Linked DNA regions of Camelus dromedarius: region 1 is linked to region 2. A link is a contact called in public Hi-C data. All regions are on one chromosome and are shown on one strand. The core of a region is the stretch at or near the end of the contact, and the rest is flanking DNA. Distances in the headings are between cores, read along the strand shown.

Region 1 (5,025 bases), core at 2,508-5,007, 170 kb after region 2:
CTCCCTCCAAAGGCTCAGCCCACTGCTACCCGACCCCTCCTCAAACCCTTTACCCCTTTGCCGACCTCAGCCACTAACCCACGGACCAAGGAATGCCTGCACTCACCCCTCTAAACCCATGCTTTACAGATGAAGAAACTGAGGTCCAAAGTTGGCCATGTACCCAGGGTTGCCTTTCAGTGACCAGATCTAGCACCGGCATAGTCAGGTGGGGCTGGCCCTCTGGGCAAACTCCCTGTGGGGCCCTGACCCACAAGGTGCTCCCTCTGCTCCTGTCCCCCTGTCATTGGGCCCAGTGGGCTCCTGAATAGCTTGTCCCCCAACTCCCCAGCCTGAACATCCCAGAGCTCTGAGCTCACCCAGCAGGGGTCAGGCAGGTTCTGCAGTTCAAGGCTGAGCAATGTAGGTGCCTCAGAACCTATTGGGTAGAGGCTCCCCCTTTCAGTTGAGTCTGTGCTTTGGTGTAAGACAGATGTAGGTTACAATCCCAGCCCAGCCACTTCCTAGCTGTGTGACTTTGGTGAAGTCAATTCTCCTCCCTGAATAGGGATAACACCTATTCCCTCATGAGGATGTAAGGATTACATTAGTTAGTGCTGCATATTAAAGGCTTGGTACAGGAGGTGTGGGTATAGCTCCATGGTAGAGCATACACTTGGCATGCACAAGGTCCTGGGTTCAATCCCTGGTACCTCCATAAAAAAAAAAATTCAAGGCTTGACACAGAGCATCGTGTACAGCAAGTGCTTAAGAGGCTGCAGCTCTAGGTATGATTAGAGAACACAGGCCAAGAACAGGACTTCAGGGTTCATCACAATCACCTTGCCCTTGCCTCATTCTCTCCCCTCCCCACACGTAGGATGAGGGTAGTCCCAAATCAGGTCCTGGAGGCTGTAGTAATGGGTGCTGGAAGATGCTTAGAGACCCTAGGATCTCATCTGCCCTTTGCATTTCACAGAAAGAAAAACTGAGATCCAGGGAGGAAGACAACTGCCCACAGAATACCAGGGAGTACAATCCTGCCCCTTTTAATAAACATCAGACCTGGGGAAACTCGAATGCCCCACCCCCCAGGGGACTATCATAAAGATCCACTCTGTGAAGCCCCAGAAATTTCAGGCCACCATGATCTCTATGGTGAGCCCTTCATGGGGATCCTATTCAGCTCTTTGGCTAGCAAACCCATATGCGGCACACAGTAGGTGCTCAGGGAAGACTTAGGGAATAACCTCATGAAATTCCTTGCTGGTTCCACAGCTCTGCTCAGGCTCTCCCTCTAGGGGTCTCTCCTTGCATCTCCCTTCCTCTCTCCCACCCTGGCCAGCCTCTGTCTCTGGTCCGGTCAGCTGCACCCAACTCCAGCCAGCAGAGCTCTGGGCCTCCAGAGACCTGTACAACGTCAGCATCTTCCCAGCCAGGCTGGGATGTTCCTGCCCAGCCCAGCCAGCCAGGCTTTGGGCCAGGATCCACACTGCAGAGAGGGTGCTGGCCTTGCCCTGCCAGGGGTCCCACCCCCACTGGCTTAGGGAGTGGGGCAACCTGGAAGCTTCTATTGGCACCTGGGGCCTTCGGAAGGGAGGCCAGCCTGTTCAGGGATGGGCTGATCAGGAAACAAACAGGTGTGGGTCCTCCTCCCCTCACTGAGTGGTACCCACACACCCAGGCACTCCACCCGCATCCCACATTGCTAGGCCCTGGCAGGCCCTGCCTGACTCTCTTATGTACATAGAGAAAACCTCAGGGCATCCCCACTCCATTCCCTTCTTGAAACTCCCCTGCTGGCCTGTTCCCACACCAGCTATCATTCTGGTCACTGCACACTCATTGCCTCATTTGATTCTGCTAATCAAATGTAATGTCTGGGTTACAGACTAAGGAGGAACCTAGGGCTCAGAGAAGTGAAGCGACTCATGCAAAGTCACACAGCAAGGAAGTGGCAGGACTAGGATTCAAACCTAGTTCTGCTGCATGCAAAGCCTACAGGGAACCAGAAGACCCCTTCTGTCCCCCTTCTTTGCTCCCTAGAGCCTCAGGATCTTCTCCTTTCCAAACTTTCCACCCCCTCTGCAAAGTCTCTCCTCCCCATTTCTAGTCAGAATTAACAATTCCCACCGCATGGCTGCTATGACACCTTGTTTACAAGCACCCAACAGCAGCAGGGTACAGGAGTTATTTCTGAGGTGTCTGTTTCTCTGTCACCCAGAGAGGCCTGAAAGGCAGGGAAGGATCCCAGCCAGTGCTCCTTAGACCTGAGACTCTGTCACTTCTCTCTCCCCCTCCCCCCATGCAAAAGTCCTCTGGCCTCCTCTTGTTGATCCCTTCCCCACCCCCAACCTCCTGCTAAGAACAGTCCCCAGGCCTGGAACTGGGGTGAAGGTGGGGAGCATGCTGAAACCTCAAGGGCTCTGTGCCAGCGCTCTGGCCCCTCCTTGGCCCCTCCCTCTTCACTTCCGTAGCTGAGCAGCTGCCCTGACCGGACACCAGGCAGTTCTCACAAGGACTCCCAGCTGCCCTAAACCCCAGCTGGGGTCAGACTCTCCCCAGGCCTCCTGAAGATAAGGGTTCCAGAAGCAAAGCGGGGGCTACCTTCAGCCCTAATCCGGGAACTCGAGGGGCCACATTCAGCCACTCCCTCCCAGGAGAAGCTGTGGGCCTCAGAGTAATCTCCCCCACCCCTACCAGGGTAGTCCTCCCCTCCCTCCTTCTAGGGCAAGCTAGGGCTGAGGTCGGTCCGGACAAGTCCCCGCCTCCAGTTTGCTGGAGGGGAGAAGTCCCACCCTACCGCAAAGAGGTGGGGTCTGCTGGAAAGTGTAGGTAAGGGCGAGAAAACTCTTAGGGAAAGACTGACGACAGGGAGACGGAGAGCCTGGGCCACTCAGAGACGAGATGAGAGACACAGGGAATCGGGGATGAGAGCAAGCAGGAATCAGAGACCGACAGAGAGACCCGGCAGACCAGGGACAGAGAGAAGTCCCTTAAACCAAGCCTGGAAGGGAGCGTGTGCGGCCGGGGCGGCAACATGAGAGCCACCCTGGCGGGCAGAGCCGGCGCCCCAGCTCGCGAGTCCCTCAGTCAGAAAACTCAAAGTCAGTTACGTAAGTGCCGGAGCGGGGCGCGGGGCCCCAGGCCCGGGTGCCCCCTCCCGCTGCGCACTGCCCTCCCGTCTGCTCCGGCCGGCGCTGCGGCTGGCCCCGCAGGAGCACGCGGGGCCCGATAGGGCGGGGTTGCGGGGGGCCCTGGGCTGCAGCACTCCGCAGAGACCGACCCGCCGGCACCTAACCCAGGACCCACGCTCCAGACCGGCCCGGGACCGGCTGGGACCGCCAGTGCCAAGCGTCCAGCTCCGGACGCGAGCTCTCAGACCCCCTTCCTGTCGCCCCTGTCCCTCCCCGCACCCTGAACTTCGAGACAGCCCAGGCCCCTCTAGACCTCCCAATTCGGAACTTGGGACTCGGGACCCCTAGAGACCCCTACCCCAATCCTTAGACCCTGATCTCCCCCCCAACCCAGCGGGACAGCCCGGGGCCCTTGGGAGTGGGGCCATCTGTCTCTTATCCCGTGCCTCCCGGGGGCCCGAGGTCGCCCCTGAGGCGGTCCAGGCTCACCTGGGCCGGACGGGGCGGGGACCTGGCCGGGCCGGGCCTGGCCGCGTTCTCGGTCTCCGCAGCTCTCGCCCTTTAAGAGGTTCCTGCCACTTTGCCCCGCCGGGGGCCTCCACCTGCACTGACAGGGCAACTCTGGCGCGAGGCCCCGCCCCCGACCCGCAGCGCCTTCTGATTGGCGCAGGCAACTGCCAGTCGGAAGGGCGGCGCGGGGAACAGGGTCCGGCAGTGTGAGCGTCGCAACCGGGAAGGGGCGGGGGCTGCAGGTGCCGCCTGACCCGACGCCTAGTTCAGGGCAGCCGCGTGTTGACCCGCTGGGTGTGGGGAGGGTTGAGCAGGAAGCTCCTGTATTGGCTGTTGTGTTCCCTGACGTCATATGGCAAAAGTATGATGCAATTTGCCACGTGGTGCTGTCCCTAAGGGTAGGAAGGGAAATAGGGAATTGGTCGAAGGGGATCGAAGAAAGTGACCCTGACTAGGACACTTGGATGACCTGTCCCACCTGTGTGACCTTGAGCCAGTCACTTCTCTGAATCTGAGTTTCCTGTGAATTTTACATTGTTTTCCTGAGAGTTAGGGATATATGTTAAGTGCAAAGCACAGGTTTGGCACACAGTAGGTGGCTTCAGTAAATGTGGGTTCTGGTTCCCTTCATTCCCATCTTGCCACGCTTCTCAGAGATTTTCCTCGTCCTGATCATCCATCCCATCAGCGCTGGAAGGGGCTTACATGGTAACTGGTCCAAGTTCCCTCCTCTCTACCTATTTTCAGACCTGTGCTCACATACCTCCAATGACAGGAGGCTCACCACCTTACAGGCTGGCCTCCTTCCTTTTAAAACGTCCTGAGACTTCAAAAGCTCTTCCTAAGATTAAGGTCAAATCTGCCCTTTAGGAGTTCTGCCCACAGAGAACAAACCTAAATCCCTCTTTCCATGTTGAGGAATCACAGAATCAGAGGATCCTAGGATATTATAGGTTGAAGAGCCATGAAGAGCTAATCCCTTTTGGGAGCAGACTGAAGCCCACTGAAGACAAGTGACTTCCTATGACTTCAGTGATCTTCCTATCAGATGGGCTTTGGAATCAGACTGCCTGGGTCTCAGTCCCCAACACTGCCACTTATAAGCTGCATGTCATTCAATGACATAATACATGTGAAATACTAAAAACAGTGCCAGTCTCAGGGTAAGCATCCAAACAATGTTAGTATTATTGATGTTAATGTTATATCAAGGTCATAAATTCATGTTTTGCACCCCAAATTCACTGAAGCCTCCTCTGAATCAAGTCTTGCTTTAGGCTTCAGGGCCCTGGTCCTTGCCATCAAGAGGCTCACAATATAGCAGAGGAGGGTCTGACTGATCCCCTAGATCTGGGGGATGCTTTCAGATAAAGGTGGGCAGGCTCCAATGCACCACAGA
Region 2 (4,643 bases), core at 244-2,743:
GCGTCCCAGGCGGGCGAGCAGAAGGCGATCGCGGGGTGGCCTCGCTCTCCGACTCAAAGGGGTGAGGCCCCGGCAGCCGAGGCTCGGCCCCACCCACTGTGGCCTCCTGGGGACACCGGCATCCTAGCGGTCGGCCCACCGGAAAAGGCCCCGCCCCTAGGGGTGGCCTTGGTCGCTCCCAAGGATGCCTGGTCGCCAGGGGGATGGGAGAGGGGCTCCCGCGGGCGCTGATGCCACCCCAGGTCTCGGCCGAACCAGAGGGCCGGAGCCTGGGTTCGAGGCATAGCTGAGCAGTGTGGCTCCGGGACCCGGCTCGCCACGCGTTGCGGGGTGGCGTGGCCCAGAACAGCGACTTCCTCGAGTTCCCCCTCCCCGCCTGGGGCGAACAGCCGGGTCTCATTACCGCCCATCCCCCTCCCCTCGCTCCCCGCGTGCGGGGGCTGGCGGGGGTGGTCTCCGCGGCCGGGGGAGGGGCGGGTTATAATCAATCCCAGGCCGGAAATTCCTCCCGAGGGGCCCGGCCGGGCCGCGGGAATGAGGGGGGCGGGCGCGGAGCCTGGCAGTCCGCCCGCACCGCCACTCCTCCTCCTCGGAGCCCGCCCCCAGCATCATGGAAACTGGGCCGCAGGCCGACCCCCCTCACTCCGCTCCACATTCTTGCCTCTGGGGGCGGGCGGGGAACGAAAGCTGGGCCGCCCCCTTCAGGCCCGTCCGCGGGGGACACTGAAGCTTTCCGAAACCTCCCCCAGATTTCGGGCAAACACCGCCTCCCCACTCCAGCTTGGGCGCATCTTCCCCGAGGAGGTTAGGGAGGCCGGCAGGACTCGGGACACTCCATTTGATTCACTCAGCTCTGAGAACAGGGTTTATCTCCATTTACCCATCCCCCAAGTGATTACTCTTCTTTGAGCGCTCGCGGGGTTACCCTGGGCTGCGCCCCATGTTGTGTGTCCCGCCCTCAACGCTGGATTTTCACCTCTTAGCATCATGAGAGGGAGACACCACTATGCCCATTTTACAGGTGAAGGAGTGAGTTTCACATAGGAGGGCTGTGGGGTTGGGCGGAGCAAGAACTCGGGCCGCCTCCTCCGGGAAGCTCTTGGGACGGAGCTGAGCATCTGTGGGTTCTCAGATGTCCCCGAGAGTCCTCTCCAGGTGCCTGGAACGAGGGACCCTGAGAGACAGGGCAAAAAGTGAGGGTTTCGAATTCTGTCCACTCGCTCAGGCTACGAGTCTGGGCAGGGAACTCTCGGGCTCGGGATCTCAGTTTCCCCACGTGGGAATAGGGCTCCCTCCCAGGCCTTCTGAACGACGTTAGCCAGGGACTCGGGCGCCCGGATCCTCCGAGTCACAGGGCAGGCACACAGGGCTTACCTGCTAACCTCAGACTTGGGTCGCTGCCTTGTCCCAGCGGTGAGGCCTGGCGGGGTTCTGGCCAGACTGTCCCCTGGGCTCCCGGGGGGCGGGGCTGGGCGGCGCTGGGCGGGGACAAGACAGGGGGCGGGGCCGGGGCCAAGATTCCACGGAGACAGCGGCAGTGCCGCTAGCCGCGGCGCGCGGATTCGGACCCGGACATACCCCGGTGCGGCGGCCTCAGGTGAGCAAAACTAGGGGCCTGGGGTTTGCTTTCCACTTTCCCCAACTTTTTGCTTGGCCCCTCCCTCTGGAAAGGCCCCGGGAGGCGGGAGCTGGGTCCTCCTTTTTCCTGGGGCCGGAGTGTGGACGCGCGGGGAGGCGGGACCCCAAAGTGCCGGGGACCGGGCCCCGAGCAACTGCCAGCGACATGAGACTTTTGGAGTGTGTCTCCAAGTTTCTGCCTCCGTAGGCTCCCCAGCATGGATTGATGCCCTCCAGAGTCTCGGGGTCTGAGCACGTCCCCATCTCTCATTACGCCTCCCCTTCCCTCCCCGCCGGGGCCCGCGGGGGCTCAGGGATGACCTTTCTGGGGCTGGAGCCTGGGCGCCAGCTCTGGCCTGGGGTGAGCTGGTCATTTCTCCACTTTGGGGCTGAGGAAAGGGCTCCACACTCAGAGACAAGAGGGGAACGGGCCTCGCATCCTCCCAGGACATTCCCCGGGCTGTGCCGATAAGTGCCCAGCGTTGGGTCCTCGTGGAGCCCCTTCCTGTGTGGCCTGTGACCCCAGCAGGTCCCTCTGCCTTCCCTGGCCGCATTTTCCCTCTGTGAACACCAGGCTTTGGACGCGGTAGACTCTGGGGCTCCGTGTTAGGCCCTCGGCTTTCAGCGTTCCTGCTGGAGGTAGGGATGGGGTGTCCTGCTTTGAGTTTCGGGGGTGTGGATGGGGAGTGAGTAGGGTAACAAAGCCTCCTTCCTGGGACCTCGGCTACGGGTTCTAGCGCGGGAGCTGTTCAAAAACCAGACTGGGGCAGTGAGGAAGCACCACTGGGCAGTGAGGTCCTAACCGTCCTCTCCTGCGGCTCCGGGCACCTGGGCCGGGGCCCCGTTTCCTCCCACCCTCCTTTCTGTAGGGGCCACACGTAGCCCGGCTACTCCTGTCTAGTCCAGATCCAGACTAGCAGTCGGGAGGAGCTTAAACCGGGCGGCCGGGACCCTGGGGCAGCCTGAGGTGCAGGGGCGGTGCTGCTCCGGCCGGGACACGGGCCACTAAGGCCTCGGGCGGAGGAGGCCTCAAAGGAGGCCAGGCGGCGGGAAAGGGGGATGATTCATCCCGAGGAGCTCGAATTGGAAACGCTGCAACCTGGGGGAACAGCCTTGCCCAGGCCGGCGGCAGAGCCAGGAGGGGAGCTCACCCTGCAAGACCCGGCGCCCGGCACCCGCAGCCCCCTGTCTCCCTGTAGCCCGGCCGCTGGATGAGGGGGAGGCCTTTTCTTCGCGGAGTTTAAAGAAATCCTGGGCAAAGTCTGCCACTGGTTTTGGTGAGAGCGGTCTTCTCGGAGTCTAGCTCAAGTCTCTCTTGCTGCAGCTTCAGGGCTGACTGAAGAGATCTGGAAGGAGGGGGCGGGCAGGAAGAGGCTGGAATCCTCGACACCCCCTCCTTCCTCCGCTGCGGTACAGGAAGCGCAGCAGGGGGGAGGTGGGGCCCGCGAGCGACCCCAGCGGACCCGGGCGGCTGAGTGTCCCCTCCCTCCTTTACCACCGTATAGCCACGTGCGGGGGTGAGGTCGAGCTCCGGCGGGACCCCTGGAGACGCCGCTGCCGGGGGCCCCACACCTCCCGAGCCCCGGGACCCGCAAGCTGGCGAAGAGGGCGCAGGCGGCCGGAGCCCCGCAGCCCAGGATGCGCCAGGGAGCAGCCCGCGCCCCCCTCCTTCGTCTCCGCCCGCAGGCCCGGCCAACTCTGGCTTCTGCCGCTCGTCCCTGGCTCGGAGCTCCGCTGCGGAAAACCCGAGCCGGGGAGGCTCCCCGCCTCGCAGCCCGGGAAAATCCGGGGGTGGCCGCCAGGGATCTCCAAGCGTCCTGGAGGCAGCCCCATCTTCCCTCCCGGATTTGGGCCCCCTACCTGGAGCTCCGACCCTAGGCCCGTCGGTTCAGTCCCTGCCTCCCACCTTCTTTCCGCAGAGCACCCAGACGACGGCGAGATGACAGCCGGGAGCCCCGGAGACTGCGGGGAGGTGCGGAGGAGCCCCGAGGGCCGCGTCTCCCGCCTGGGCCGCCGCCTGGGCCGCCGCCGGCGCCCGCGCTCCCCGCCCGAGCCTCTGCGGGTGCGGGCGCGGCTGCGGCTGCGCTCGCCGTCGGGGGCGTTCGCGGCGCTGGGGGCGCTCGTGGTACTGGTGGGCATGGGTATCGCCGTAGCGGGCTACTGGCCGCACCGCGCCGGAGTCCCGGGGCCCCGGGCTGCAAACGCCAGCGCGCCCCACCTCAGCGAGCTGCGGCGCGAGGGTCGCGGCGCCGGCCGGGCCCATGGTCCGCACGAGCGGCTGCGGCTTCTTGGGCCCGTGGTTATGGGCGTCGGCCTGTTCGTGTTCATCTGCGCCAACACACTGCTCTACGAGAACCGCGATTTAGAGACGCGACGGCTTCGCCAAGGGGTGCTGCGGGCTCAGGCGCTCGGGCCCCCCGACGGCTCGGGCTGGGACTGCGCACTCCTCCCCAGCCCCGGCCCTAGGACTCCCCGAGCCATAGGCTGCGTGGAGCCAGAAAGCTGGGACCTGTCTCCGCGTCGGGGTACCTCACCCGTCCCGTCAGTGCGGAGCCTGCGTTCGGAGCCTGCTAATCCTCGCTTGGGGTTACCTGCCCTGCTCAACAGTTACCCGCTGAAGGGTCCAAGGCTGCACCCACCCTGGGGTCCCCGGACCCAGACTGGCCATGTGATTATCACCGTACAGCCTTCTGGTTCCTGCATTGAACATTCCAAGTCTCTGGATCTGGGCCTTGGGGACCTCCTTCTTGGGGCCCCAGCAGCTCGAGACTGTGCTCACCGAAGCTGGCCAAGACTGGACCGCCTCAGTCTGGGGGGCTATGCCAAATTGGGAGGAGGAGGGGACTTGGGGGCCCGGGTCAGAGTTGCAGGGGACAGCCTGCTATGAGGCTGCAGCACGGACCATAACAGGACTAGGAGTCCCAACGTCCAGTAGATGCTTCGGTCACATCCCAGACTGGGGATGGATGCTCTGGCCCCAGCAGCTGCTAAGGCATCCTGACTTGCACATTGGCAGAGAAATGCCA

Evidence for each region. Hi-C and Micro-C count contacts between places; a contact is called where the count stands out from the background.
Region 1: a contact with region 2 is called in a Hi-C map of muscle, with 2.8 times the contacts expected there. The contact joins the promoter of EPB41 here to the promoter of TMEM200B in region 2. A contact is called at or near these places in 2 of 2 Hi-C or Micro-C datasets (blood and muscle).

Annotation. Positions count from the first base shown.
Region 1 is chr14:51,126,738-51,131,762 of mCamDro1.pat, forward strand. It overlaps EPB41 (erythrocyte membrane protein band 4.1), which reads right to left and starts at 3,758. Exons shown (of 22, transcript XM_064493856.1): 1 at 3,606-3,758.
Region 2 is chr14:50,955,846-50,960,488 of mCamDro1.pat, forward strand. It overlaps TMEM200B (transmembrane protein 200B), which reads left to right and starts at 1,494. Exons shown (of 2, transcript XM_064493865.1): 1 at 1,494-1,597; 2 at 3,537-4,643. The coding sequence starts at 3,557. The coding sequence ends at 4,504.